Regions from separate parts of the Callithrix jacchus genome. Here region 1 is linked to region 2. Evidence: chromatin contacts called from public Hi-C data. All regions are on one chromosome and are shown on one strand. The core of a region is the stretch at or near the end of the contact, and the rest is flanking DNA. Distances in the headings are between cores, read along the strand shown. Region 1 holds the start of PECAM1 (platelet and endothelial cell adhesion molecule 1). Region 2 overlaps PECAM1 (platelet and endothelial cell adhesion molecule 1).

Region 1 (7,158 bases), core at 4,007-6,506, 76 kb before region 2:
CAAGTGCGGTGGCGGGTACAGCTACTCAGGAGACCAATGCAGGAGAATTGCTTGAATCCAGGAGGTGGAGGTTGCAGTGAGCCCAGATCGCACCATTGTACTCCAGGCTGGGTGACAGAGCAAAACTCTGCCTTTAAAAAAAAAAAAAAATAGAGTACTTCTTCTTCCTGCTTGAAATGCCCAAATTGCCACAGGCACATTGCTGAGCTAAGTAATGGGATTCTCAAGCTTAAAGGTTCAGAGTTGCTGAAGCCTCCACTGTATGGGGCAGTTTCTGTGAAATCCTCTAGTACTGAAATGGCACCACGGGAGTGAAAGGAATAGAGTGGAGCGTCAGTGAGTCTTCCTCATTCAAAAAAAAGCGCCTTTGCAGATACAGCTGTCTGTATCCATGGGTTCCAAATTCATGGATTCAATCAACCATGGATTGAAAATATTCAGGAAAAAAATTTCCACAAAGTTTCAAAAATTGCAACTTGAATTTTCCAGGTGCGGAGTACTATGTTGACTCCCCCACAAGCTAAATGATTTGCAACATCTTGTGTGGTTTTATAAGTAATCTAGAGATGATTTTTTTTTTTACTGCTCGAATTTATAGGCAGTACACCCAGAGTTGGCCATAAGTAATCTAGAGATGATTTTAAATATACAGAAGGGTGTACCTGGACTATATGCTAATACTATGCCATTTTACAGAAAGGACTTGAGTATCCTGAGATTTCGGAATCTGCGGGGGCCCTGGTACAATCGGCTCACTGCAGCCTCTGCCATGGATATCAAGGGACCACTGTATTAACAAAGAAAGACGTTTAATTACAGCACGTTTAACTAAGTCTCCAAGACTCCATCTCAGACAGGGTGAATTTAAAGAATGCGTTATTGTAATTTTGATAGCTAGTCAGAATTTTGTATCTGGATAGCTGAGACAGTCAGACCTACTAGCAAGCGGCTTTGTGTTTACTCTGGACAGTGGAACTGTGCTCATTCTAAAAAGGTGATTTCTCTTACTAATTGCAAAATGCAATTCTAAAGGCAAACACCACATATATATGAATGTTAGTTTTATTGGACAAGGTGAAAAATGTTTCTCTTCCTTAGAAGGGAAAAATGAGAAATCTTTCTCATTCTTTGCTTTGAATGATTGTGTGTTGAGAGGTGAGTGTGTTCTGGGTTCGTAATTCACCTCCTTAGGGACAGGGAATTGTATTCATTTTTGTAGCTCCTCACCTGGCCTCACAGAGCATTTAGTGGCCAATCAGCCAATGAGAATCTGTATATTTCTCTAATTTCTGGGCAGCAAAAGGTGGGTGATTTTAGTATTTGGAGCATCCAACAAGGAAAACGCTGTTCCCAACTGCCCGGTTTGTCCTGTGGTGTTTCTTTCTTTCTTTTTTGTTTTTTGTTTGTTTTGAGTCGGAGTCTTGCTCTGTCACCCAGGCTGGAGTGCAATGGTGTGATCTCAGCTCACTGCAACCTCTGCCTCCTGGGTTCAAGCAATTCTCCTACCTCAGCCTCCCAAGTAGCTGGGATTACAGGCATGCGCCACCATGCCCAGCTAATTCTTGTATTTCTAGTTAGAGATGGGGTTTCATCATGTTGGCCAACTGGTCTCGAACTCTTGATCTCAAGTGATCCACCGCCTCCACCTCCCAAAGTGCTGGGATTACAGGCATGAGGCACCATGCCTGGTCCGTCCTGTGACGTTTCTGACCTTGAGTCTTGCCCCTCTGCAGGCCGTGGGCCGGAAAGACAAAGCTAACGTGACTGTTTAGAATGTATTTCCTACCTTGGTGGTTTCTACAGTTCCTGAGCATGTGGGATGGTTTTTGCAGTTGTGTTTTTGCCAGAGGTGACAGTGGACAGGGAGTGGAGAGGGTACATGGAAGGTAAAGCTGTATTTTTTTTGTTTTGAAATGGAGTTTTGCTCTTGTCACCCAAGCTGGAGTGCAGTGCTGCAATCTCAGCTCACTGCAACCTCTGCCTCCCGGGTTCAAGCAATTCTGCCTCAGCCTCCCTAGTAGCTGGGATTACAGGCACCTGCCACCACGTCTCGCTAAATTTTTTTTGTATTTTTAGTAGAGATGGGGTTTCACCATGTTGGCCAGGCTGATCTTGATTCCTGACCTTAGGTTGGCCTCCCAAAGTGCTGAGATTACAGGCATGAGCCACCGTGCCCAGCCAAAGCTTTATTTTATTTATTTATTTATTTATTTATTTATTTTGAGACGGAGTTTTGCTCCTGTTACCCAGGCTGGAGTGCAATGGCGCCATCTCGGCTCACCGCAACCTCCACCTCCTGGGTTCAGGCAATTCTCCTGCCTCAGCCTCCCGAGTAGCTGGGATTACAGGCACACGCCACCATGCCCAGCTAATTTTTAAAATATATTTAGTAGAGACGGGGTTTCGCCATGTTGACCAGGATGATCTCGATCTCTTGACCTCGTGATCCAACCGCCTCGGCCTCCCAAAGTGCTGGGATTACAGGCTTGAGCCACTGTGCCTGGCCCAAAGCTTTATTTTTTTAAGCAACAATATTATTCTAGGCATCGTGCTAAATTTAACAGCTTTACCTACTGCAAAACACACCCATTATAAGTGTACAATTAATTCAGGGTCTCTTAGTTAGGCTTGCACATAAAATACAGGATATCCAGTTAAATGTGAATTCCCAGGCTGGGCACGGAGGCTCATGCCTATAACACCAGCACTTTGGGAGGCCTAGGCAGGCAGATCACTTGATATGAGGAGTTTGAGACCAGCCTGGCCAACATGGTGAAACCCCATCTCTACTAAAAATACAAAAATGATTGCGCCACTGTACTCCAGCCTGGGTGACACAGCGAGACTCTGTCTGAAAAAAAGAAAAAAAATTAGCTGAGTGTGTTTCACGCCTCTGTAATTCCAACTACTTGGGAGACCAAGGCAGGAGAACCGCTTGAACCAGGGAGGCAGAGGCTGCAGTAAGCCGAGATCATGCCACTGCACTCCAGCCTGGGCGACAGAGAGCGACTCTGCCTCAAAATAAAAAAAACAAAAACGTGAATTTCGGGTAAACAGCAAATGCTTTCTTAGTGTAAGTATATCCCATGCAATGTGCAAGGATGTCCCATCTGAGACATACTCATATTAAAAATAGTATTTGTTGCCTATCTGAACCTTAACTGAACATCCTGTACTTTTATTGATAAATTCAGGAACCTACAATTTGTGAATACAGAGTTGTACAACCATCACCACAATCCAGCAAGCACATTCTTCACCCTCGAAAGTTCCCTCTTGCCCATTGGCCATCATTCTCTTATCCCTCCCCAAGCCTAGGCAACCCCTGGTCTGTATCCTGTCTCTATAGATTTGAAGACGACCATATTTTTAAGTGGAGAGATTTGGCTGTTACATAACTGTACTTAAAATCCAAGTATTTGCATGAAGAGTTTCATTTCTTCAAGCGAAACCGCGGAGGAGAGTGGCTTGCCAACTTGGGGTTTGTCTTTTGCTGTCTGAGTGGCCCCTGGGATGCAGGTGTGTCCATCATTTAAATCTGTTGGTGTTTTCAGACCACATGGGTAACCTCTGTTGTGGCCAGGCTGAGAGCCTCTTCACCTGTCACTGAGCGTGGGGACTCCTTCCAGGACTGGGCAGGGTAGGAAGTCGGGAAAGGAGGTCAAACCATCAGAGGGGCCATTCAAGAATGCTTTGGGCTTCCTTGACAAAATGCTCGTCCTTCGTTACCTGGGGCCAGTCCTGGAATTACTTAACTAAATTAAATATTATGAATTAAGGTGCCTAGCACCGAGACTGGTGCCTAAACGGTAACTGGAAAATAGTCTCCCATGAACCCAGAGTGACCTTTGCTCCACACCCAGTTGGGCCTAAGCCTGGAGATCTAGAGATATCCATGAAGGATGGCTCCTGCTTTAAGAACTTAATTCTTCAGTGATTAATGTTTCTAGAGCACTAGCCACAGGCAGGCATTTTCTTTTTTTTTTTTTTTTCTGAGACGGAGTTTTGCTTTTGTTGCCCAGGCTGGAGTGCAATGGCACGATCTCGGCTCACCGCAACCTTTGCCTGCTGGGTTCAAGCGATTTTCCTGCCTCAGTCTCTCAAGCAGCTGGGATTACAGGCATGCATCACCATGCCCAGCTAATTTTTTATTTTTAGTAGAGATGGGGTTTCTCCATGTTGGTCAGGCTGGTCTCAAACTCCGGAACTCAGGTGATGTGCCCAGGCAAGCATTTTCTAGATGCTTTACATTTGTTAATGTCCAATCCTCATGGACATAGTGTGAAGCAGATTCTATCATTCTCTATATCTTGCCTATGAGAAATCAAGGCTCAGAGAGGTTAAACAGTCCCCTGAGGTCACACAACTAGTCTGGGCCTAGAAGAGACTTTTCTCCTACTATTACTCTGTGTTGCTTCACAATATGGTGTACGTTCTGTGGGAGCCCAGAAAGCAAGGCATCTGAGCTACTGGGAAAAAGGGATGAGACAAGTCCCCTGAGGAGTTAGCTGACCAAGGAAGCAGGGAACAGCACTTCAAGCAGAGGGAACAGTACATGCAAAGGTTATAGGCAAGAGACCGTGACCTGCATAAGGAGAGGCTGGGCTAGGCGTGGTGGCTCACGCCTGTAATCCCAGCACTTTGAGAGGCTGAGGCAAGCAGATCACAAGATCAGGAGTTCGAGACCAGCCTGACCAACATGGTAAAACCCTGTCTCTACTAAAAATACAAAAATTAGCCAGGTGGTGTGTGCCTGTAATCCCAACTACTCAGGAGGCTGAGGCAGGAGAATCGCTTGAACCCAGAAGGTGGAGGCTGCAGTGAGCCGAAATCGTGTCACTGCACTCCAACCTCAGTGACAGAGCAAAACTCCATCTCAAAAAAAAAAAAAAATCAAGCAATGCATTAAAAGTATGGAGATGAAATAAGCATTATTAACATTAGGTGACCACATTCTCAACATTCTATGCAAAACAAACAAACAAAAGTGGCTGATGAGCCTTGGGATAAGTGACATTCCAGAGCATTTCAAAAAAAACTGCTTTCTTTGGAAAAAATAGTGTGATTTTGGCAAGAGAAAGAATCTCAAAAGAGAGCTCTGGGGCCTTCAAGGGGCAATTGTTAACGAGGTGAATTGCGTCTGGTGCATCTCTCTCCCTCACAAGGCCTGTTTGTTCTGTGCTAAAAGGGCTAGCAGCACCCGTGCTGTGGGGTGGAGGGCAGAATATAAGAGAATGGAATGGAATACTGTAGCTGGCAGGCGCTGAGAGCTTCACAGCCCTGGGCCCCCGCTGCATCCGCTCAGGCACCCACGCTTTACTGACACCTTGAAAAGGAGCTGGGAATTTGTTTTCAATTTGGCAGAGCCCCTTCCTCTACCTGCAGTCTTCCTCTACCTGCGGTTCTGGAGACTCAGCCTGGAGAGGTGCCAGGCCGCTAACCGACTGCGGCGTTGGGGATGTGTTTTCAGGGCCCGGGGAAGGGGGAAGTCCTATTGCCGCTCCCTCCGGGCCCCCTTCCTGGTGATTTATCGCTATGGAAACCGAGCTCCTTTCCTCTTCGCGCTGCCGGCTGCTGGGAGTGCACATTGTTGATGCTGTTGCCGTTCAGATCAGAAGTTCCTTCCTCTTTCCTGCTGCAGAAATGCCACAGTAACCTACGTGGCCCAAGAACTGCCGCTCACACCTGAAGAGCCCAGGCTTGGGAAAAACAATCTCATCGGATTCCCCAGGGGTCATGGGGGCCTTCTGGGTAAGCAAAGCCGGCCTCAGAACAATGTCGGGGAGAACAATGCGGCGGTGGCTGAGCTGGTGGCCCTGCAGTTCCTCTCCCTTCAGCTTCCCTAGCTGCGGGTTAAACATGGGTTTACAGGCCGGGTGCAGTGGCTGATGCCTGTAATCCCAGAACTTTGGGGGCTGAGCCTGGTGGATCACCTGAGGTCGGGAGTTCCAGAACAGCCTTACCAACATGGAGAAACCCCGCCTATTAAAAATACAAAAATTAGCTGGGCTTGGTGGTGCATGCCTGTAGCCCCAGCTACTCTGGAGGCTGAGGCAAGAGAATAGCTTAAACCCGGGAGTCGGAGGTTGCGGTGAGCCAAGATCGTGCCATGGCACTGCAGCCTGGGTGACAAAAGTGAAACTCCATCTCAAAAAAAAAAAAGGTTTTACAGGCAATCACAGGTAGCATTGCATTAGGCAGCAGAAAACGGAAACTCAGAGTCCCTTAGTGTGAACAAAGTCTCCTGTGACAGCCCACTTGCTGCAGGTGCTCACCCATTGCGCATGCCCACCCATGACATATACCCATCCACTGCATATGCCCACCCATTTAATATGCCTGCCCATTACACATGCCTGTCCTCTGCATATACCCACTCACTGCAGATGCCCACCCATAGATATGTTCACTCACTTATCTACTCACTGCATATACCCACTCACTGCATATGCTCTCCCATCACATATGCTCATTCACTGCTCAAGCCTGGTGAGGCTCTACTGGACTTTTGAGAGCTGGCTCTACTGGACTTGGTCTGGCCCTCAGTAACCATTCCTTAGAGGCCAGTGCCTGGATTAGAGCACCCTGAGCATAGCATCACATATACCTGAGCCAGGGCCTAGACTCAAGGACATAGGGCAAGGGGGGATTCCAGGGACAACAAAGGAAGCTCTCTGGCCAGGAAGTCCTGAGACTCTGCCAGGCCCAGCAGCCCCCTTGCTGGCCACACAGATAAGATACGGCTAATCTCAGGGCCTCAGGGTCATTCTCTGTATGTTGACCTAAGGAATTCTTCTGTAGGTCTCATCTTATGGGGGATGGAAGAGAGGAAGCTAAGAGCACCTCCTACTTGCCCATCTGTCTCTTAGAGGGGTTCATCTAAGAGTAGTTTTCTGGGGAAACTGGCCTTAAAATGACCTGGGAGAATAACATTTCATTTAGGAACTGAGGCTTGTCAATGCATCTCATAATAATGTACAGAAATTCCCTTTACCTCCCTGAATATCCAAGATCTTTTTTTTTTAAATAGAAATGGGGTTTCTCCATGTTGGTCAGGCTGGTCTCGAACTCCCAACCTCAGGTGATCTGCCCACCTCGGCCTCCCAAAGTGCTGGGATTACAGGCTTGAGATACGGTGCCCGGCCCCAAGATCTTTTC
Region 2 (6,599 bases), core at 1,848-4,347:
GCTTAGCTCCAAACAAGCAAAGCACACATTTCTTTTAACTCCAGGGTCTAGACTCTGGAAGTGAGGCTGATCTGGGGCTTACGCTTGGAGGAGTGGAGCATCTGATAGCTCATTGCAATTTCAGTGATAGCAATTAACCCCCTACACACCAGGCCATCAGCTGCAGGAGACACCCAAGGTTTTTGACCTCAGGAGTTCACCTTGTGATGAGGGAATCAGACATGTGATCACTTATCATAAAGCAAAGCAAGCTATGGCAGAGCCTATGAGAACACAGAAGATAAACCTGGCTAGTGGCCTCTTCCCCAAGGAATCATTTGGATGGGCCGTGAAGAATGAATGGAATGACGGCAGCATCAAGGTAGAAAGATCAGCAGGAATGCAGGGGTGAGAGATGACCAGTTTCAAGCAGCGTGGGATGGGAGAAGAGTGGGACAGTGACAAGTGATGAGAGAAAGATAAGTCAGGGCTTAAATCCAAAGGACTTACATGCCTTGTCTTGTTAAGAAGTTTCATTCTATAGGAAATAGAGTTAGGAAGCTGCTATTTGGCAAATGCGAGGGCTTATGAAAGACACAGAGGCCCGCATTCAAATTTTGCCAAGACCTGCTTTCTACTCCTAACCTTTTTGTGAGCTACCCCGCAATGCAGGAGTTAACTGGGCAGCTAATATCTTAAGAAATAAGGCATTTGCCGCATAAACTTCTTTTAGGCCTGGGAAGAACTTTCAGCAAGTTTTCTTTAGCTCTTCCAGTGGGCCCCTGGCTTCCTTTGTTTTGCCCACGTCTGGACTCTTGTAAAGCAGAGCCCATTATGCCGTTGACAGACAGGAAGCCACGATGTTTTTTTTTATGGAAGCAAGCTGTGTGTTTAAGGAAAAGAGGAATGGCATGACTTTTTTTTTTTTTTCTAGCCAAAACCCACTCTGACTCCTGAAATCAGAGACTATTGCGTCAGCAGGACAAGGATCCCAATTTACAGATGAGGACACTGAGGCCTCCATTGATAGAACAGCATGTCTGGGCTCACCCAGATGGTTAATAGAATGAGGAATAGAGCCGAGACCTCTATACTCTGTGGCCAGTCCTCCGTCATGGCAGAGACTCCCTCCAAGATGTGAAGTTGCTGTCCCAGCAATAATGGCTCTGAAAGAGTAGAAAATGAGGTCTTTGCTCCCTGAACACTGCAGGTCTCAGATGTGTTCTCCTCCAGCGATAAACAGGGCTGGGTCCACCCAAAACACCCTGTAGGACCAACTTATTTACTTTGTCTTAGATCCAAAGGGTCTCTCTGGACAAAGGCTCTGAGCTCCAGGCCAGACAGAACTTTTCCCAGAAGCTGGCCCTTGGGCATCAAAGTCTGTTCCTGGATGCTCCTGAGAGCTCACTCATGGCTGGTCCTGTCCCCCCAGAAAAAGTCATTTGGTGGGAGCTGGGAGCACAGGAGTTCCAGCCATTGGGAAAGGAATTTTGGAACCTTTAAGCAAATGGGTTTTGTTTATAAAAGAAGCAGGTATAGTTTCCCTATAATCAGCTGGTGTGGGTCAGGAGAAAATTAATTGAATTGCCCATCGGGGAAATGGGAGGAGATTTCCTTCCTGAAATCAAACCTGGCGATCATTCCCAGTTGTTTAATGGCCATTGCCTCTGAAAACATTGGAGGAAATATCTTAACAATGAGATAGCCACTTAGCCAAAGACTAATTTGGTATTGTTTGACTTGCTTCAATGGCACATTCTGACTTCATTTTTCCTCTGCCATTTTTACCTTGTTTATAAATTGTGTGTGTGGCTGAGGCAGACAGATAGTGTGGAAGAGAACACCCTGTACTTAAATGAAAGGGGTGAATCTGGACCTGCGAGAGTCTTGGCATCTTGGAGAGAACCCTGCCTTCTTACAGAAAGAAAGGCAATTGCCAGCTATAGCTTGCCTCCCTCCTTCCTGGAGGCCAGCAGGCAGCTGGACTACAGTGGAAACTGCCCAGGTGCTAGGATCAGGAGACGGAAGGGGAGCTCCAGCTTTCCAGCTGCCTTTTAGGTGATCCTGTCTCCTCAGGCTAAAGCTTCCTTATCTATAAAGTGGAGATGGTGGTGGTGATGATGATGATGATAAGAGCAACCCATTAGGATTTTCTTAAGGATGAAATAAGCAACTACAACCACCATACAAAAGCTGGTTGATTTCAAGCTCTTTTCTTTTCTTTTTCTTTTTTTTTTTGAGACAGAGTCTTGCTCTGTCGCCAGGTGCCAGGCTGGAGTGCAGCAGCGCAGTCTTGCTCACTGCAACCTCCACCTCCCGGGTTCAAGCAATTCTCCTGCCTCAGCCTCCTGAGTAGCTGGGACTACAGGCCTGTGCCACATGCCCAGCTAATTTTTGTATTTTTTAGCAGAGACAGGGTTTCACAATGTTGGCCAGGATGGTTTCAATCTCTTGACCTTGTGATCTGCCTGCCTCGGCCTCCCAAAGTGCTGGGATTACAGGCGTGAGCCACCGTGCCCAGCTCAAGCTCTTCATCACTTGGGCAATAGTAGGTGTGGATGGGAGACTTGACTTTATTTGGTCCTGAAATGACCCTGCCACATATGGAGAATGTAGCAGTTGCTTACCCAAAACATAGGCTTCAACCAAGGCCAGGCTTTGACTTAGGAACTGGTGACCCATGTTCATACTTGACTTCTGCTTCTTAGCCGTGTCACCATAGGCAGATTTCGTGGCCTCTCGGGACCTCTGCCTCCTCATCTGTAAACTGGGAATCATAAACTCCCTCATCTGGTTATTGCAAGGGTTGAATAAGCACCTAGCACAGACCTGGTCTATTGCCCATAGGAGCACTTTCTAGAAGGAGGAACTAGAGATCCCAGAGTGTATTGAAATCAAAATGACCTTTGAGGGAGTTTACACCATATTCTGGGTACAAGGCAGGGCAATTTCACAACTACACTTAGGTGGCTGATGGCTAGCTTCTGATTTAAGCACAGCAAGCCCAGGCTTTGGATGTGGGGCATTAACCTTTACTTCAAAACCCCTGAGGCCCTATTGACTGTGGCCCAGCCCTTCCTGTCTGTGACTTTGGTTCTACAACGGTGCCTCAAGCATTGGCTGCCCCCACAGAGGGAGAGAGGAGGTATCTGGGGAGGGACTTGGTGTGGGGCTTGTAGAAAGGCTGGACACCAGAATCACGCCTCCTCCGTCCAGGCAGAGCAGAGGAAATGGGGCAGGGTGACCGCCAGTGCTGGCAGCCCTCCAGTCTCTGGGGCCAGCCACAGCTTGCTTGGCCGACTTGCATGGGGCTCTCCTGGCAGAGGAGGAGCCAGAGCCTTGGACTTCTAGTTGGGCACCTCGGCCCTGCATCCTGTTCTCCAAAGGTCCTCACACCCAGCAGGGCTGGAACAAATGGAGACACTATCCCAGCTCACCCTCAGGAAGCCAACCAGGCTGGCTGTGGAGATCCCAAGACCCTGGGTCATCCTACATCTCCTGCTCCTGCCTTGCCGAGGTCCACCTGCAGCCAAGTGTCCTGTGCAAGTGGAGGGTCCAGAAGAGTAGACTTAAGTGCTGCCTGTTCTTCGGGGCCCACTGTTGCCCAGGGGCCTCCTCTACTCTGGGATCTCCCAGCATGCCCTGCTCTTCTGTCCTGCAAGGGCTCCTTCCATTTGTCAAAATCTGATCTTCAGGCTGACTCCAGAGTTGCTTCTGTGAATCCGCCGCTGCCCAGCCCAGAGCCCTCTCACCGCCTCTGAACCCCTTCTGCAGTTAATTTTAAGACCCCTTACACCTTCTCCTTCATAGTGGTGCTGTTTATCAGTAATTGATACAATGTAAAATTGTTGGGGACAGGTTCTTGCAGCTCCAGCGTAGAGAACAGTATATGCGTCAGATAAGGGTCCAGGCACTGATAGGTGGATAGGTGACACAAATAGCATTTGATGCTGTCAAAGGGCACTACAGGATGGCAGAAGGAATCCAGGAATCCTTTTGTGGGGGTTTTTTTTTTTTGAGACAAAGTCTCACTCTGTCACCTAGGCTGGAGTGACAGCTCACTGCAACCTCCATCTCCCAGGCTCAAATGAACCTCCCACCTCAGCCTCTTAGTAACTGGGACCACAGGTGCACACCACCACGCACGCCTCATTTTTTGCATTTTTGGTAGAGATGGGGTTTCCCATGTCACCCAGGCTGCTCTGGATCTCCTAAGCTCAGGGGATGCACCCACCTTGGCCTCCCAAAGTGTTGAAATTATAGGCGTGCGCTACCACACCCAGCCAGGAATTCTTTTTTTAATCATCATGAAATATATATAATATTAAATTTAGCACTTCCAAGTGTATACTTAACCATTTTAAGTGTATAATTCTGTTGCATTAGGTCCAGTCACATTGCTGTGCAACCATCACCACTATCCATCTCCAGAGCTTTTTTTTTCTAAGTGAAAGCAAGTTTATTAGGGAGGTAAAGAAACAAAAGAATGGCTGCTCCATAGGCAGAGCAGCCACTGAAACACTGTCCTCATTAAACACCAACTCCCCACTGCCCCTCCACCAACCCCTGGCAACCACTGTCTACTTTCTGTCTCTATGAATTTACCATTCTAGGTACATCACATATGTAGAATCATATATTTTTCCTTTCCTGTCTGCCTTATTTCATTTAGCATAATGTTTTCAAGGTTTTTCTATGTTGAAATATATCAGAATTTCATTCTCTTTTTAAGGTAGGATCATATCTTTTTTTTTTTTTTTTTTTGAAATGGAGTCTCGCTCTGTCGTCAGGCTGGAGTGCAGTGGCGTGACCTCCGCTCACTACAACCTCCACCTCTTGGGTTCAAGCAATTCTCCTGCCTCAGCCTCCCAGGATCATATCAATTTTAAAACATTTAAGTTGGACCATTTAAGTTCAATCCTTCATTTAAGAAAAAAAAAAAAAACGGCATCAAAAGGGTACATCTTATGTTAGTTAGAGGCAGAACTGGGGCTAGAAGCCGAATCTCTTATATTTCCTTTCTTCTGTGGGTAAGTGGGGCACCCACGGGACACTGTGCTGGGTACACATGGGTTTTGAAGAAGTTACTTGGTGCATAGACTCTTGAAAACATGATGAAAGCTGTGTGTTCCTTTCCTCAACACACACACACACACACACACACACAAAGTTGTATCACAAAAACGTCATACAATTTCCAAAGTTTCAGAGTGGTGGGCTCAGATCGAAGTCAAAGGATCAGATAACCTCTAACGACTTTCACGTCTCTGTTGATGGTCTGGGGACAGTCGGAGCCCCTGTGTCCAGGGAGTTCCTTAGTCCCTTGCCACCACCAGAGAAGGGCCATTGCCACAGGAGCTGCAAGGACCTCGTTCCTACTGATGGTGCCTTACTTATGCAGCATGACTGAAATTTTCATTTTGTTTTGTCGAGACAGGGACTTGCTCTGTCGCCCAGGCTGGAGTGCGGTGGCGCAACCAAGGCTCACCACAGCCTCAGACTCCTGGGCTCAAGCGATTCTCCCACCTCAGCCTCCTGAGAAGCTGGGATCACAGGCATGTGCCGCCGTACCTGACTAATTTTTAAATTTTTTTGCAGAGGTGAGGTTTCACCATGGTGCCCAGGCTGGTCTGGAACTCCTGGGCTCAGGCGATCCTCCCTCCTTGGCCTCGCAAAGTGAACATGATGTGCAACGTGTATGCAGGGACAGAGACTATAGTCCCTACAGAGCAGGCGTAGAGAGAAGGAGAAATGCCTCTAGGCAGGAGCTGTCCCCCTGCAGGGTTGGGGACCAGTGGGCAATAGCCCTGCTTTGCGTTTTCTTTGAGAAATGCTGTCTGTCAGGTTGCATTTCTCTCCACCAGGGCACTCTTCAGTCTTGAGAGTTGTGATCATAACTTGCCTTGTTTCTTGTCACTACAGAGAACGGAAGGCTCCCTTGATGGAACTTAGACAGTGAGGACAGATGTACATCCCTGGAAGGACATCCATGTTCCGAGAAGAGCAGATGATCCCTGAATTTCAAGAGCTCTGTGCACTTATTTATGGACCTGCCCTGCTCCCACAGAACACAGCGATTCCTCAGGCTAAGCCGCCGGTTCTTAAATCCATCCTACTGAGTTAATGTTGGGTAGAAAGAGATCCAGAGGGGCGGTTGAATTTCCCACACATCTTCCTTCCACCAAGTGGGAGCATCCTTGGCAATTGGAAGAGCAGGAGAGGAGATCCAGGGCAAACAGGCCACTGGGATATTCTGAAACTTGAATATTTTGTCTTGTGCAGAGATAAAGACCTTTTCCATGCACCCTCATACACGGAAACCAGTTTTCTGTTTTGTAGCCAATCACTTCTAGCACATGGCCTGGTTAGAGGCTAGGTTTTTTTTTTGTCTTTTTCTTTGTTCCTTCAAAGGCTTGTAGTTTTGGGTAGTCCTTGTTCTTTGGAAATACACAGCGCTGACCAAACAGCCTCCCCGTGTCCCCTCTAAAACGTTACTCTCCACAAATGGGAAAACCAAGCTACTTGGGAGCACCTCCTTTGAAATACCAACCTGAAGATGGGTTCATTCGGGCAATACAGCAAATGGAAAATGAAGGTGGAACAAGCACAGATGTTCTTAA

The links. Hi-C and Micro-C count contacts between places; a contact is called where the count stands out from the background.
Region 1: a contact with region 2 is called in a Hi-C map of induced pluripotent stem cells, with 2.4 times the contacts expected there. The contact joins the promoter of PECAM1 here to the enhancer-like site in region 2. A contact is called at or near these places in 2 of 3 Hi-C or Micro-C datasets (induced pluripotent stem cells and skeletal muscle).

The regions. Positions count from the first base shown.
Region 1 is chr5:89,660,372-89,667,529 of calJac240_pri, reverse strand. It overlaps PECAM1 (platelet and endothelial cell adhesion molecule 1), which reads left to right and starts at 5,256. Exons shown (of 17, transcript XM_078373548.1): 1 at 5,256-5,751.
Region 2 is chr5:89,582,934-89,589,532 of calJac240_pri, reverse strand. It overlaps PECAM1 (platelet and endothelial cell adhesion molecule 1), which reads left to right. Exons shown (of 17, transcript XM_078373548.1): 17 at 5,902-6,599. The coding sequence ends at 5,903. Among named protein-coding and RNA genes, the nearest start is that of TEX2, 63 kb to the right of the region's middle. Within about 2 kb of position 3,097, at least 5 of the 16 cell types and tissues checked have an H3K27ac peak or open chromatin away from gene starts, as enhancers often do.